Linked DNA regions of Mus musculus: all the other regions are linked to region 1. Evidence: chromatin contacts called from public HiChIP or PLAC-seq and promoter capture Hi-C data. All regions are on one chromosome and are shown on one strand. Each heading gives the region's core, a stretch centred on a gene start, on an enhancer-like site or on the middle of the called end of the contact. The rest is flanking DNA. Distances are from core to core; before and after follow the strand shown. Region 1 holds the start of Rce1 (Ras converting CAAX endopeptidase 1). Region 2 holds the start of Slc29a2 (solute carrier family 29 (nucleoside transporters), member 2). Region 3 holds the start of Ankrd13d (ankyrin repeat domain 13 family, member D). Region 4 holds the start of Peli3 (pellino 3).

Evidence for each region. Promoter capture Hi-C pulls out the DNA fragments that hold promoters and counts their contacts. HiChIP or PLAC-seq counts read pairs in DNA pulled down with a chosen protein or histone mark.
Region 2: a contact with region 1 is called in an H3K4me3 HiChIP or PLAC-seq map of embryonic basal ganglia, with 4 times the contacts expected there. The contact joins the promoter of Slc29a2 here to the promoter of Rce1 in region 1. A contact is called at or near these places in 15 of 39 promoter capture datasets (the 3T3-L1 cell line, 3T3-L1-derived adipocytes, the C10 cell line and 9 more), 4 of 15 datasets of contacts at CTCF or cohesin (the NIH/3T3 cell line, embryonic stem cells and large pre-B cells), 4 of 484 Hi-C or Micro-C datasets (embryonic stem cells, granulosa cells, natural killer cells and 1 more), 31 of 115 datasets of contacts at active chromatin or transcription factors (the 230-238 cell line, the SCID.adh cell line, astrocytes and 19 more) and 4 of 9 other capture datasets (adipose tissue, embryonic stem cells, liver and 1 more).
Region 3: a FOXA1 HiChIP or PLAC-seq map of pancreatic cancer cells shows a contact between it and region 1. The contact joins the promoter of Ankrd13d here to the promoter of Rce1 in region 1. A contact is called at or near these places in 1 of 115 datasets of contacts at active chromatin or transcription factors (pancreatic cancer cells) and 1 of 9 other capture datasets (pancreatic islet).
Region 4: a promoter capture Hi-C map of second pharyngeal arch cranial neural crest shows a contact between it and region 1. The contact joins the promoter of Peli3 here to the promoter of Rce1 in region 1. A contact is called at or near these places in 14 of 39 promoter capture datasets (the 3T3-L1 cell line, the C10 cell line, the HPC-7 cell line and 8 more), 1 of 15 datasets of contacts at CTCF or cohesin (the NIH/3T3 cell line), 6 of 484 Hi-C or Micro-C datasets (CD8 T cells, bone marrow-derived macrophages, cerebellum and 2 more), 28 of 115 datasets of contacts at active chromatin or transcription factors (the 230-238 cell line, VIP interneurons, bone marrow-derived macrophages and 14 more) and 2 of 9 other capture datasets (adipose tissue and liver).

Annotation. Positions count from the first base shown.
Region 1 is chr19:4,624,051-4,627,598 of GRCm38.p6, forward strand. Rce1 (Ras converting CAAX endopeptidase 1) reads right to left here and starts at 1,595. Exons shown (of 8, transcript NM_023131.2): 1 at 1,383-1,595; 2 at 1,143-1,245; 3 at 963-1,046; 4 at 635-713; 5 at 1-131. The coding sequence starts at 1,567. It overlaps Gm960 (predicted gene 960), which reads right to left. Exons shown (of 15, transcript NM_001033447.3): 14 at 3,119-3,197; 15 at 1,791-2,140. The coding sequence ends at 1,791.
Region 2 is chr19:5,022,307-5,025,854 of GRCm38.p6, forward strand. Slc29a2 (solute carrier family 29 (nucleoside transporters), member 2) reads left to right here and starts at 1,700. Exons shown (of 12, transcript NM_007854.3): 1 at 1,700-1,971; 2 at 2,205-2,286. The coding sequence starts at 1,943.
Region 3 is chr19:4,281,302-4,284,849 of GRCm38.p6, forward strand. It overlaps Ankrd13d (ankyrin repeat domain 13 family, member D), which reads right to left and starts at 1,836. Exons shown (of 15, transcript NM_026720.2): 1 at 1,580-1,836; 2 at 868-1,003; 3 at 617-741. The coding sequence starts at 1,669.
Region 4 is chr19:4,941,259-4,944,806 of GRCm38.p6, forward strand. Peli3 (pellino 3) reads right to left here and starts at 1,834. Exons shown (of 7, transcript NM_172835.3): 1 at 1,680-1,834; 2 at 502-654. The coding sequence starts at 653.

The DNA of each region.
Region 1 (3,548 bases), core at 345-2,844:
GCCCAGACCCGTGCACGGCGCTAGCATGGGCAGCATGCAAGCCCGGAACACCAGCTCCTCTGTCAGCGGTGCAATAACTTGGTTTCGTAGCCAGCGCATGTCTGTGAGGCAGCGGGCCCAAGAACGAGGGGCTAGAGTGAATATTCAGGATAAGCAGTGAGTGCCTGGTTACTAGAGACATCTGGGCCCTCTCCCACAGATTTACTCGAGCCAAACTCAGTTTAGGAGATCCTGGGAATCAGAATGGGGAAGGGAACAAGCCTTATCAGACCAAATTACAACGGCTTGAGATGGCTGGCAGCAGGAAGGGAAGGCAGCAGTAGATGAGGGAGTCACAGAAAATTCCAGAGGCACCCAAATTTTACCAAGGCCAATCTTTGGGGAAGCCAAATGATGAGAGAGCAGGGGAAGATGCTGTCTGGCCCATATCAAGTGCTGTTTGTGGTCCAGACAGGCCTCCTTGAGTATCACACTTACAGGGTACTCAGCAATGTAATCCATTTTACTGATGTGGAAACACACGCTGAGAGGTGACATCTCACCTCTTCAGTCCAGATCACACCATCTCACTGACTCCTTTCCCCAGTGTTCTGGACTGCCTGTGCCTACCTTTTCCTCAGTCTTGAAGACTCACCCAGGACAACCTTCAGCCCATCTGTCAGGTCACAAGGGCAATCCATAGAGAGCTGCATCAGTGGACCCAGGAAAAGGATCTGGGGGGGGGGGGCAAACATAAAATGAAAGCCTTTTACCACAATCCAATGACCTTGCCCACACCTATGCCCTTGGTCAGCCTCACCAGACCTCAGGTTTCCTGAGTTCTAGGGTTTCCCAGCCATGTACACCAGAAGCTTAGGGGGCCACATCATAATTCCTGTCTTCCATCTGCCAAAAGCTGTACCCAAGCAGGGCACGTCATTACACTAGTGACAACAGAGTTGGAAAAATAAAGCAGGACTCACCATAGTTAGCAGCAGGGGCAGCAGCGCTGCTGGGAAAATGCCCTCCAGCCTGAAGCCCATCAAGGTAAGCAGTGATGTGCCTGGCTGAGCCACAGGAAAGGGGGCGTTAGTGATGTTCCCTCCCACAAAATTCTAGATTCTTCCCCTAGCTGCCCTGTGCCCCACCCACCTCCTTCGCACCTGGATGCCAGTGAGTTCCCTCCAGAGCAGCACGCAAAGAGGGGACAAGCTGGACACTACCAGGACACTGGTGGAACGCCGCTTGATAACAGCGGGGTGGTCCCTAGGAAAAGGGACAGTAAGTTCCGGGGGGCCTGCAGCAACCACGCCAACGCGGCCCCACCCCCGTCCGGCCCAAGCTCCGCCCGCAGCCCCGCCCCACGAGGGCGCAGATCCCGGCCGCGCGCGCATCCCCCGCACCTGGGCAGCTCGCTCTTCCACACGTAGAGGCTGCCCACGTAGGAGCAGGCGAGGCTGAAGCAGGAGAACACAGACACCCAGCAGCACAGCCCCGAGCCCGGGCCGCTCAGCGCGGCTGACTCGGGCTGCCGCTCTGGCCGCGATACCGACAGTAAACGCAGCCCGTCCCCGCCCAGCGCCGCCATCACGCCCGGACCCGTGGCGCGCGGCAGTGACGCGACGGCGTAGGTGACGTCAGGCGGCGGCGCGAGTTGTCGGGTCCCCCGGGCGCCCCTCCCCTTGCACGATAGTTGATACTTTGTGCTTGGAACGGCTTTATTGAAATACAGAAGTTGTGACACACGTGTCCCGGGCTTCCTTGGCTTGCTGGGCGTCTCAGAGAGAATGCTTAGGACCTGTGTCCCGGATTCAGCCACTCGGACAGATTGGATACCTCCTGTAGCCACAAGTCCTGCGGGAGCAGAGGAGGCGGTGGTGAGGACCCGGCGGTGGTAGCTCAGGCCCGCACCCGCCCTGCTCTCGCTGCGGTACCTCCAGGCCGCCCGCAGGGCTAGCTGCCTCTGCCGCCTGGGCCCTGCCGTGGGCCGCTTGGGTCTGCGATCCTCTAGCAGTGAGGGAGACCTCGGTGAGCTCGCGGTCGCGCGTGGCGGATTTTGGCGGGCTCCGGTCTCTTGCTGAGCCCAGAACTCGCGATTCTTCCCTGCCATGGTTGGGGCTGCCCCTCTTGGGCCTCTTGTTTTCTGCTTGCCCGATGGATTCTAGGAGAGAACAAGCCCATTTCATCTTACTCCCGAAGATTTGTGCCAATGCTACAGAGATTGTTGGGGCAGGGGTATCGTTCTAAATTAACTCTCCCGCTCCACCTTTCCGGATGAAAACATTTCAGTACCTGACCTCCCATGATAGGCGACATCTAACTTTCCGCCCAAACTAGGTGATATGCATTTCAAGTTCCTCTCTGAACCTAAGCTTTGCTTCGGGCAATAAGCAACTCAATCTCTCTCTGGTATTGTTCTAGGCAGTTACTACAGAGGCAGCTTTTTGTTGTTGATGTTCAGACAGACTCTCTTGAAACCCAGGCTAGCCTTAAAGTGATCATCTTGCTTCTAACACCCAAGTGCTGGAATTAGACACTCGTGAACATGCTTTAGCTCAGCGGTTCTCAACCTGCGGGTCGCACATCAGATACTTACACTGTGGTGCATAACAGTGGCAAAATGACAGTTAATTAGTAACACTGAAGATAACTGTATGGTTGGGGATCACCACAGCACGAGGCACTGTATTAAAAGGTGGCAGCGTCAGGAAGGTTGGGAACCACCATCACTAATCCGTAGTAGATCCAGTTTTGGAAGAACAAACACAGAGGAGGATCAAACTCGGTATTGACAAGCAAACCAACTCTGACACTGAGCTACATCCCCAGCCTCGCAGGTGCAGATTTACAGAGTCTTGCCTTGGCTGATTCCTCCTGAGTCAATGAATGCACGTTTCTCTGGAAAGGCTAATGTGCACATACTAAGTACAACGCACAAGTCCTATTGAGTAGCTTTAAAGTAGGAATGCATGCGGTTGCTACTCCAAGTCCCTCAATCACTGTGGAAGGCGGCCAAATCCCAGGTGGCAGCAGCATGGCTAAAGTGGAATGGGATCGTTGGATAGCTGGACCACTCCACACCATGAATTTTATTTCTCTGGTTTCAGTCCAGGGCTTACCCCCAAAGCTAGAAACTTACCTTCAGGGAATTCCTGGGCAATATTCTTGTGCTGGTCTTTGGTGTTCTGGGCTGAAATGTTTTTCTCTGGAGTCAGGTGCTTTAACAATTAGAAAGACCAAGTGAATTCTGCAGAAGTCTGAATGAACCTTAGTGAGACGTGTGGTTTGGTTTATATGGATGTTTTCACCCTCATCCTCCTAACTCAACAGTCTCTACTTGGCCTCCAGCTTTCAAAGCATCCCCCTTCTGTGGACCCTTGTACAACTCACACTGTAGCCATTCCCAGCATATCCCTGAACCTCAGGCTCTGAAGATGGCACTATTCATCATTTTTATGTGTTTATGCCCATCTTTCTACTCCAGGTTTACCATGTGTATTTGTAACTATGTGAATTATGTGTCTACAGGAGAGGTGGTCAGGTCCCCTGTAATTGGAGTTACACTTTGA
Region 2 (3,548 bases), core at 450-2,949, 400 kb after region 1:
GTAGAAGCAAAATATTGGTTAATTACAGATCCCCAGTCAGGCTGAGCTGAGAATCTGAGGTAAAATCCAACTCCTCCCAGCCAAAGGGATCTATTAGTATGTCCCATAGTGTGCCAGCACTCTCCTGTCCCCGGTCCTGGTACAGGCCGTTCCTTCTCTGAAACGCCTCATCCCCTTCCATCCCAGCCCAAGACAACAGACTGCTCCCCAGACCCTCATCTCCATCTTCAAGATGGTGCCAGGGCAACATCCCACCCCCTGTCCCACTTTGACTCACTCTCCTATCACTGTCAAGTAGGAAACAGGTCAGTAATAGTTATTAGAATAAGCATTCGAAAAATGCAAGTGACTAACTGTGTGTAGGTAAAACTGTCGAGAGATGCTCAAGGCAGAGGGGATGAAGAGGCCTTGAAAACCTGTTAGAACTGAACTCAAGACTGTCCCTCTTGGCATAATGGAAGTCTGGAAAGAAAACTTAAAGAGTAACTGTCTTTCCCAGTGTAATCCATTGCTGTCTTTTCCCTAACGTCACCAGCTAGGGTTAGATGCAGCCCAGGGGTAAGAGTGTTTGCCTCGCATGCACAGGGCTCTGAGTTCAGTTCCCAGTACCACACAGTCATCTGCAGTCCACCATGATCTAAGGAACCACCTTCGATGAGCCAAGCCTGGTGGCTAGATTCCGGGAACAGGACAGAACAGGGATAGTAACAGCATGGTCTGGCTGATACATAGGAAAAACATTCTAAAAAACTATATTCTTTAGAAGACACACATTTATATAACCTTGTATATATATACTTTTATATATTCATATTTATTTGTATTTATTACTTAGAAGCACGTGTGCCACTGTGCTTGTGTGGAGGTTAGGGAACAATTTGCTGGAGTCGCTTCAGTTTTTCTAACATATGGGTCCTGGGCGTGGCCTCGGGGCATCAGGCTTGGCAGCAAACGCTCTCACCAGTCCACATAAATATATTTCTTTTTCTTTTTTTTTTTTTTTTTTTCGTTTTTTTGAGACAGGGTTTCTCTGTATAGTCCTGAATATATCCTGGAACTCACTCTGTGGACCAGACTGGCCTCGGACTCAGAAATCCGCCTGCCTCTGCCTCCCAAATGCTGGGATTAAAGGCGTGCGCCACCACGCCTAGTGAAAATTAGGTTTTTAAGCACTCCTGAGGGTGGCAGTGGCGACTACAGGGGAGGGGGCCGAACGTCACCTGGGCCACGATTCCCTCCAGAGCCTTTGTTCAATCCTCCTTGTTGGACCCAGGTACCGTAGGAGGGCCTATCTGTCCGTCTTCCACATATGTTGGGGATTTTCGTTTGCAAAAGTGCCTCGACCTCTGGGGGAACTCCCTCGGAGCACCGCGCTGGGACCTTCTGCGACAATTGATGACACTGGCTTCTTCCTTCTGGTCGGACTTACTTCCTAATCTGCTTAGAGCTTAGAGGGCTCCAAACCTTAGAACACGCCAAGAGGAAGAACCTCCCAGCTAGATCGACTGTGCCCAACAACCACCGGACCCCTTCCCTCCTGCGCAGTCCTTATCCCTTCCCCAGAGATTCCGGACCCGTGCCTAAGGAGAAGACGGGTGCGAGGCGAAGGGACGGCGGTGAGACACAGCTTCAGGCGCGGAAGCAAGCTAGAAGGCGGAACCTAATACCCTAAAGGCACAGCCACCAGCGAGGCGGAGTCTGGAGAGCGGGCGTCCGGGGGAGGGGAGCAATGGCTCTTTGTTCCCGCCCTGGAGGCGGAGCCGAGGTCCGAGCCTGCAAAACGTGGTCCGCAGTGTAACCCAACCCCGACCCTCCGCTACGGCGCTCCGACCTTGGGATTCCTGGACACCGACCAGCGTCGCTCTCCTTCGGCCTCCCAGCCCTGCGTAGGCGCAGGTGCAGCCGCCTTCTGTGGGCCTGGTGCAATAGGACTGCGGCAACCATGGCGCGGGGAAACGCCCCTCGGGACAGGTGAGGTGGGAACCCATGTGCTGCGTACCGTGGCCCAGGTGGCCACGAGCCTTTGAATTCCCGCTCGTCTTGATGCTCCTGGGCTCAAAGACGAACGGGACTACAATTCCCATCAGCCGATTCCCTTAGCTGCTTGAGCCAGGGTGATGGGGATTGTAGTCCGTTCTACTGAGGGGCGGCTAGGGCGGCCCAGGCGTACGTCCTCGGGGTGACCTTCTGATTGATCCCCACAGCTACCACCTGGTTGGGATCAGCTTCTTCATTCTGGGACTGGGCACCCTTCTCCCCTGGAACTTCTTCATTACCGCCATCCCGGTGAGACCCGCGGCCGCTGGGCAACCTCATGGCCACAAACCAACATCCCTCCAGCCGTCTTGAACTGAGCCACTTTCCTCACCAGGCCACTTACTACAGCTCAGCCTGTCAGGGACAGCACCAAGCCTCATAGAGGGAACCGCCTCTCCCCTGGCTAGGCAAACTTTTAGGAAGGTACAGATCTCAGAGGTGCAGGGCCATCCACGTAGGGAGTCTGACCAGCAAAGGAGTTTCCATCCCATGCCCTTTGTCGTTATTTTTGGCCAGTCACTCCAAAGTGTCTTTTTTCCAAGCCTTTGGCTTTCTTTGCAATGACATGAGTTACAGTCATTCAACTAATAATTAATGAGCAACTACTGTAGACAGATGTGGAGGAAGGCCCGATTCCCCAAAGCATGCATTCTTTTATAGAAAGGCAGAAATCTATAGCTTGTTTTCTCCTTTTTGTTTTATTGTTGTTGTTGTTTTCGTTTTTTTCGAGACAGGGTTTCTCTGTGTAGCCCTGGCTGTCCTAGAACTCACTCTGTAGACCAGGCTGGCCTCGAACTCAGAGATCTGCCTGCCTCTGCCTTCTGAGTGCTGGGATTAAAGGCGTGCATCACCACTGCCTAACTTTTGTGTTTTCTTTAGAATAGGGTTATTCAAACATATTCAGTGGGTTAACTTCCCAGGTGTCTGTGGAGTGCTGGCATCGGTGCTGGACCCTGATACCCAAAGATGGATCAGCTACTGAATCTGAGAGACACAGAGCCAGGGCTATTAATAATGAAACAAGACACGTGCCAGGCCATTCCACCCTGAAGCAGAGAGCTATAAAGGTTCTCAAAAGAAATTTCTTCTGCTTCATAGAAAAGATTTGTAAATTAGGAACTGAGCAGACAAAGGGTGGAAGCAAAGCGCATCCTATTTAGAGAAAGATCTGGAGCCTGCAGCTTACCAGAATGGAAGGATGCTAAACCGTGAGGTCTGCCTTGCAGGCAGGGTACGCATAAGAGTGCTGGGCTCTGTGTGCCCGAGAAAACGGATTGGCTTAGTTCCCAAGCTAAGGCCTCGCATACAGTAGATGTTCAATAAGTACCCATGGAATGAATAAGGGTTGAGGTGGTTATAGCAGGGGAATGGAGGCTAGGTCCAGGACACTGAAAAGGAGATGGAACCCAGAGATGCAGCAAGACCTTGGGCTCAGGCGCAGCAGTTAGCCATCTTTAATCCCAGCACTCTGGAGGCAGAGGCAGGCAGATTTCTGAGTTCAAGGCCAGCCT
Region 3 (3,548 bases), core at 586-3,085, 340 kb before region 1:
AATTCTGATGCACTGCTGTGGCCCAGCTATACTCCCACTCCAAACAAACCATGCCAAGGAGAGAGCCCAAGTAGGCCCTAAAATGATCTACACATATAAAAGTTATAAGCATTGGGGGCCTAGAGCTAGTTTTGACATGGGCCATAGCCCACTGTGGGGCCCTACGAGGTCCTCTGTCTTTTCTGTGTCTGAGTCCTTTATCTGTAAAGAGAACACAATGATCCTTCCAGACCTTCCCACATGTGAGGAGCACAACTGTGCCTCTGTCCTTTGTGTGCTTCGGATGCACAGGACTAGGCACTCCAGGGTCCAGGCCATCTCTACCCAGTCACCTTTCTGGAAATTTACATTCTCTAGGTGACCCAAGGCCTACCATTCTATCCAAGAGATTCCTGGTATCAGGGACCCTTAGTGCTGGTGAATGTCTTCCTTGCAAAAGACCCAGTCTCATCTGCATGGGCCTGGGATCCCATATTTCTTACATGACCCTTGGCAGAGGTTGAGACACAGATGGTGGGAAAGCGTCTCGCACAACCTAGATACTCCTCCAAGGCCAGGCTTATCACAGGAAGACGGAGCGCCTGTTATACCCCACTTCTTTACTCTATGGTAATACCTGACGGAGTTTGTTGAGCAGTTCTGGAATGCCAGCCAACCTCTGTGTGGCCCTCTGGAAGTCCCGATACTGGAGTACCAACTGTACCATCTCAGGGTCTCCAGTGCTGACTGCCTCCTGCAGGACTGGAGATGAGCAACTGCTGGGGTAGCCCTCTTAGCGCCCCCAGGCACGGTTACTTACTCCCCCTGCCCCCCATTCACCAACCTGGAAGCTAGTCTCAAGGGAGGACCCTCTGCCCTGCACAGTACCTGCCCAGCCCTGGTGGCTCTCTTTGCCCACGTTGGCATTATGTCGGAGGAGGACTCTCACAGACTCCAAGTTCCCCAAGGTCACAGCAAGCTCCAGGGGGGTTCGCCCTTGGGGGTCCTCCTGCTCAATGTCGTGCTAAGGGAGATGGGTCACTCAATACAAGGCAAGAGAGGGCCAAAGCAAGGAGGTCACTGGATTGAAAAGGGCTGGAGTTACTATGGGTAACCAGGTCAGTGAGAAGATAAGAGTGTGGCCTATGTGGACTGGAAAGTGTCGGGGTAAAGGGGACAGTAAGGGCCAGTGGGAAGGAACTGCTCATTTCTTCTGCCCTCTGCTATCCAGAGTTGAGGGCCTGGTGGTGGAGTCTAGCAAGACAGATTCAGGCTAGGGATGCTGAGAGTTTAGACCAGCTTGAGGGCTAGAACACGGTTCTTGTCCTCATTCTAGCTCAGAGGTGATGAGGGTGAATCCTGAGCTTAACGCAATACGAAGGGGGCAGATAGCAGAGCAAGGCCCAACCAAGGGAGATGCGCTAAACAAATGCTCAAGCTCGAGGGCAGGTGACCAGGGATTTGGAAAGAGCTGGACCTAAGGAGTCAGGATGCAGCTGCGGAGCACAGCAGGGGCGGTGAGCTGCGGAGTAGATTCCGTACTTTGGCACCGGGGCTTGGGGAGGAAACCAACCGAATCGGATCCCCTTCAGGGCCTCACCTTGCGGCTGTGCAGTGCGGCCTCCAGTTCGCGGTGCCGGTTCGCCCAGACTAGCCGGTGCAGCGGGAAGGTGGGGCCCAGGCCGGCCATGCTGGGCTTCAGCACCGCATCCCGAGCGAAAGGCCCAGCCCTTCTTGGCCTGCGCCTGGCACGTCCCCTGCTCCTCCGCTCTGAGCCGCACCTCAGCCGCACCCGCTGCAGCCCCGCGGACCCCTGCTAGAAGCCGCCGCAGCAAGAGCGAAGGCGGCAGGGAGGGCGGGGCGGGGATCTGGGGGCGGGGCTACATGGAGTTAGGGCGTGGCGTCGGGCTTCGCACACCCTCGCCTCCCGTAGCTACGGCAACCACTGCAGGCCTGCGCGCTGGGGGCGGGCGGAGTGTGTGTGGGGTGCTGTCCAGTCTCCAGGGCAACCACATGCGCCCCAGGAACAGCCGGAACTTCATTTTGAAGCGCCATGGTCGGTGGGGTTGTTCCGGAGGGCGGGGCATAGCTGCAGCTCCACCCGTGCCCGCAGGGGGCGCCCCAGGCCCTGGGCAAATCTCTTAGTGGTCAGAAAGGTGAGGGAGGAGGGAACGGAAGGGGAGTGGGGTAGGCTCGGTGGCACTGGGATTGGGCCAGGGTCTGTTGTTCTTGCAGCCCCCCCCGCCCCCACCCCCCCCCACCCCCGCTGACAATGTGTCCTTCTGTCTAGCCCACTCCTGAGTTCCATCAGCACCGACTTGTCTTTTATAGGCGGGTGGGATGGGAAATCTTGACCTCATCCCTGCCAGCACAGGCGCTTAGCTTCTGGAGATGGGCACCCCGCAGCAACCCCTAATGCTGACCAGTCAAAGCTTTCTTTCCCGAGGATCTGTCTGGCCTTGATGCCTGGAAGACAGCAAGGAATCAGGAACAGGAATATTGTTGGGGTTGGGGGACATAAGCTCAGCTTCCTGGCTGGGTGATCGGCCAGGGTGCACGCTACCACCACAGGAGTCCATTTTGCAGAGGCTGCATTTTACTGCCAACAGGGAAGGAAGGAGAATTTCGAAACAAGGCTGGCACTTCCACTCACACAGGATCTAGGGTTCAAGCAGCCAGCCAGCTTAGTTGGGACCCTTGGTTATCTTCAGTCCTACCATGGGTTCTCTGATCCTGGTCTTGCTGGGTGGCGAGGGGGTAAACCAGACTTTCCAAAACTGACTCTGGTCTGTTTCTCTATTTTTAAATCTTACATTCATTTTTGTGTGGGGGTGCTCATGAGTGTGGAGGTGAAAAACCAACTTTTGAGAGTTGGTTCTCTCCCATCCTTTAACTCAGGTTGTCAGGTTTGGCAGCAAACACCTTCATCGGATGGCTCCACCTCCCTATCTGTTAAACTTAGTGTGATGGAGAAAGGCCATCTAACTGAGGTTCCCTTCCTGCCCAAGGATGTCCTCATCTCTTCAGCCTGATTGCCACCTTTCTCCCTGCGATCGGGTGGTTTATAGCAGTCCGGGATCTAGGCTACCCACCGTGTGTGCTGTGGTCAGGTCATCTACGATGTCTGGACTTTGGGAGGAACTCAAGGCCCTGAGCTTCTAAAGGTCCAGAGCTCTGCAGTTAGGTCCTGCTGGTCTCTGCTTCTGTCAGAGACTTCCTCCTCAGCATCGTCACCCTGGCCCTGGACGGCCTAGGACTTGCTGCAGTCTTGAGCATCTCTCCGCCAGTCTTTACTGCTCTGACATCGACCCTTCTTTCCACATGGACCTCCCTCTCCTAGCTGACAGCTTGTCCACTCCCATCTGATATCACTTCCAGGACACCTCTGGTCTTAGGTATTCCATGCTGCCATATTAGGGTGTCAGAAGCCAAGTCCAAACGCCTTTCTCTCTTCCTTCCAGGCCAGCTGTGCTCTGAGCTATCATCACCTCTTTTTTGTTGTTTTGTCTTTTGAGACAGGGTCTCACTAACTAGCCCAGACTGTCCAGGAACTCTCTCTCTGAGGACCA
Region 4 (3,548 bases), core at 584-3,083, 320 kb after region 1:
AAAAAAAAAAAAAAAAAAAAAAAAAAAAAAAAAAGGACACAAAAGCACAGGAAAGTTTGACAACTTGCTGAAGTAGAATTGGAACCTTTTGTGCAGAATCAGAATTCTTTATCCCACACTTACACACAGTAGGTGCTTTACAGACTCTTTTTTTGCTATTCTTTTTCTTAGCTGATTACAAACTGTGGTGAGCAGCTTTAAGAATTGCCTCCGGCTGCTGGTTGTGGTGTATACCTCTAATCCCAGTACTTGGGAGGCAGAGACAGGTGGATCTCCGAGTTCAAGGCTACCCTGGTCTACTCATCAAGTTCCAGGCCAAGGCTATGAGAAACCCTGTCTCCAAAACAAAACAACAGAAATGGGTTTGATCACTTTTGCTCTTCTTCTGGGAAAGTGGCAAGAAGCAGAGAGTCCTGGGAGAGCAGCCGGTGCACACTGTTATCTTGGCTGACCTGAGGGACAGTTACCCAAGCACATCACTCCTGGACTAGGGAGGCTCACCCCAGAACGATGAGTTCACCATACTTGATGGGCTCCTCGCCTGCCAGTGCTTCTTCACCAGGACAAGACAGGATGCAAGAGCCCTGGCTCCCCGGGTGCTGGAGGTCTGAGGTCCGGGGGGATCCCACGTCAGGGTTTCCTTCCAGCACCATTCTGAGCACAGTGGGAGAAGAGAAAAGAACCTTGCAACTTCCCACCCCAGCTCCTCTCAGGCTCTGGCTAGACACAAGGCAAGAATGGTCCGTCAACACTTGTTATTATAACTACTTCCTTTCCCCCAAATGGTGAGGTTGCTGGGATACCAAGGAGGGAGACTGGTGAGACAAGACCAAGAAACAAATGGCAAAATCAGAGTCAGAGTGTTTGGTCGGTTAGAGCAATATACCAACTTTGGATGGAATGTGTTTGGCAGAGGGGCAGCCAGGACTTAAGAGACCTCTAGACTCAGACTTAATTCCTGGCTTAAGCTCTTAACCCCAAGACCTCAGTTAAGCTCTCTGTCAGGTTCTTGGGTGTCTGTCTTCATTCTAATCTTATTGCCCTTTTTGCAGCAGGTCTAGGCCTCTGTCAGTCTGTCTGTTCTCAATGACTCTCTGTCCTCCCAGCACGTCCTTTTCTGCCTGTTCTCGCCCCACTCCGGTCCCTACTTCTATCCTTCCTCTATCTGTCTGCCTTTGTCTTACCACCCACCTGACTCAGTCTCCCTATCTTAGCCTGGCAATGCAGGCAGGCCTCCAGATCCCTCCCTCCCTCAGGTGTCTGTCTGTGGTCCTCAGGCCGCTTAGGTCTCTGGAGGCCTGTGGGGGCGGCGCTCCCCAGTCGGGCACCTCCTGCAGCAGAGTCAGTCGCCCGCAGGCTGTTAACAGCCCCAACGTTGGAAGGTCTGCGCAGAGGCAGGCCTGCACCCCGTGCTCGGGAAGGGCACAATGACAGCATACGCAGATACACACCAGGCGGCCCCTCACAAATACGCGCGCGCACGCTGTCAGTCCCGCGGGCAGTGCCTAGACTGGCACAGCATACCCAAGAACTCCTACGGCAGAGACGCGCCTCCGCGCTAACAGCCACAGGCGCCAGCCCTCAGACCCGCTCTCTTAACCCCGCCACCCCCAGATACTCAAACACGCCCCCAACGCACGCCCAACACAGCCCCCCGCCCCCCACCTCGCCAGCCTCACCTGGCGGCGTTCTGGGGCTCTCTGTGTGCTGCTGGCCCCCACCCGCCTCACCTCTACTGCGCCCCGGGACTGCCGCGGCGGGATGGGCCCGGCCCGCGGCTGCTCGGTGCAGCCTCGTCACGGGGACACCCGAGGCCCGGAGGAGGGAGGGATGTGCACACAAACCTCCACGCCCCACCCCTTGCCCCACGCCCCGCCCCGGCTCCGCCCCTAGAGGCCCCACCTTACCCCGAGGCTCCGCCTCCTGCGGCTTAAGCCTGGCTGTAGTCTGGGAAGCCAAAGAGGTTGTCTACAAGACCCCTCTCTTATTCCAGGCTCCGGACACCTCACCCTCATTCTGGGGTCTTCTAGGTTCTCCCCGAGACCGGAGCCTCCTTTCACACAGTAATCTAGAGGCTCCTTTTCCCAACCTAAGACTAGCGACTGCCCACCCGCTGCTCCAAGACCCCGCCTCCTTTATGGGGAAATCTCGGAATTACAGAGAAGCCCAGAGCAAACAGAGGGAAGGAAACTACTAGAAGAGGCGGAGGAAGGTGCATCACCCGTGGAGGCTGAGGAAAGCCACTGCGGTTGTCTCGAGTGCAGATCTGTCTTTCAGTTCAGCGCGACCACTTTCTCTCTGTGCAACAATCAGTGAGCTCTGGCCTCCTTGGTGTCCAGAGACATGAATCACTGACCTCCCCTCCCAACAGCATGCTTCTATCCTTTGCAAAGCCTCAAAGGAAAGCCCACTTTGGGGTGCTCGGTCCCTCAGGGCCACAGGCTTTCTTCTGTCAGTACCAGGCTCTCTGGGTTGAATTTGGGCAAATTAAGTCCTGTAATCCTTGGAAGGCGGGTACGATAATTGTGGCCTGTCACCCCTGTCCCCGATGCCACAAAACAGATTTACAGAAATGGCTTGCTACAAAGGAACCAAGAGAGGATCTGGCCCATGGCTTCATACACCTTGATAAACACTTTACCACTTACCAACATCTCCAGCCCTTGAACGACTCATTATTTTTTTTATATTAAATCTATTTTCATGTATATGAGTATTTTGCTTCCGTGTATGGTTGTGCACCACTTGTATGCCTACCTGGTGCCAACAGAGGCCAGAAACTCGAATTCTCTGGGACTGGAGTTACAAACAGTTGTGAGCCACCATGCCAGTGCTAAGTATCAAACCCAGAGCTGGGCAGTGGTGGCGCAAGCCTTTAATCCCAGCACTTGGGAGGCAGAGGCAGGCGGATTTCTGAGTTCAAGGCCAGCCTGGTCTACAGAGTGAGTTACAGGACAGCCAGGACTATACAGAGAAACCCTGTCTAATAATAATAATAATAATAATAATAATAATAATAATAATAAAAACCCAGGCTCTCTGAAAGAGCAAGCAGCCATTGCACTTAGCCACTGAGCCATCTCTAGTCCCCTTACTTTGTTTGCTTGTTTGTTAGTTTTGAGAGTCTCACTGTATACCCCTGAATGGCCTGGAGCTCACCATGTACATCATCAGACTAGCCTCCAAAAAGCTGGAGTTAAAAGCAAGGGCCGCCAAACCTGATGAACTCCTGACTTTGAAAGCTGCCATGAACTAGAGATGGACTCAGTTGTGCAACTACCAAACCCAGACACTATTGCAGATGCCAAGAAGAGCTTGCTGATAGGAGTCTGATATATAGCTGTTTCCTGAGAGGTTCTGCCAGTGCCTGGCTAATACAGAAGTAGATGCTCACAGTCATCCATTAGACAGAGCACAGGGTCCCCAATGAAGGAGCTAGATGAGGTACCCAAGGAGCTGAAAGGGTTTGCAGCCCTATAGGAGGAACAACAATATGAACTAACTGGTAACCTCAGAGCTCCCTGAGACTAAACCACCAATCAAAGAAA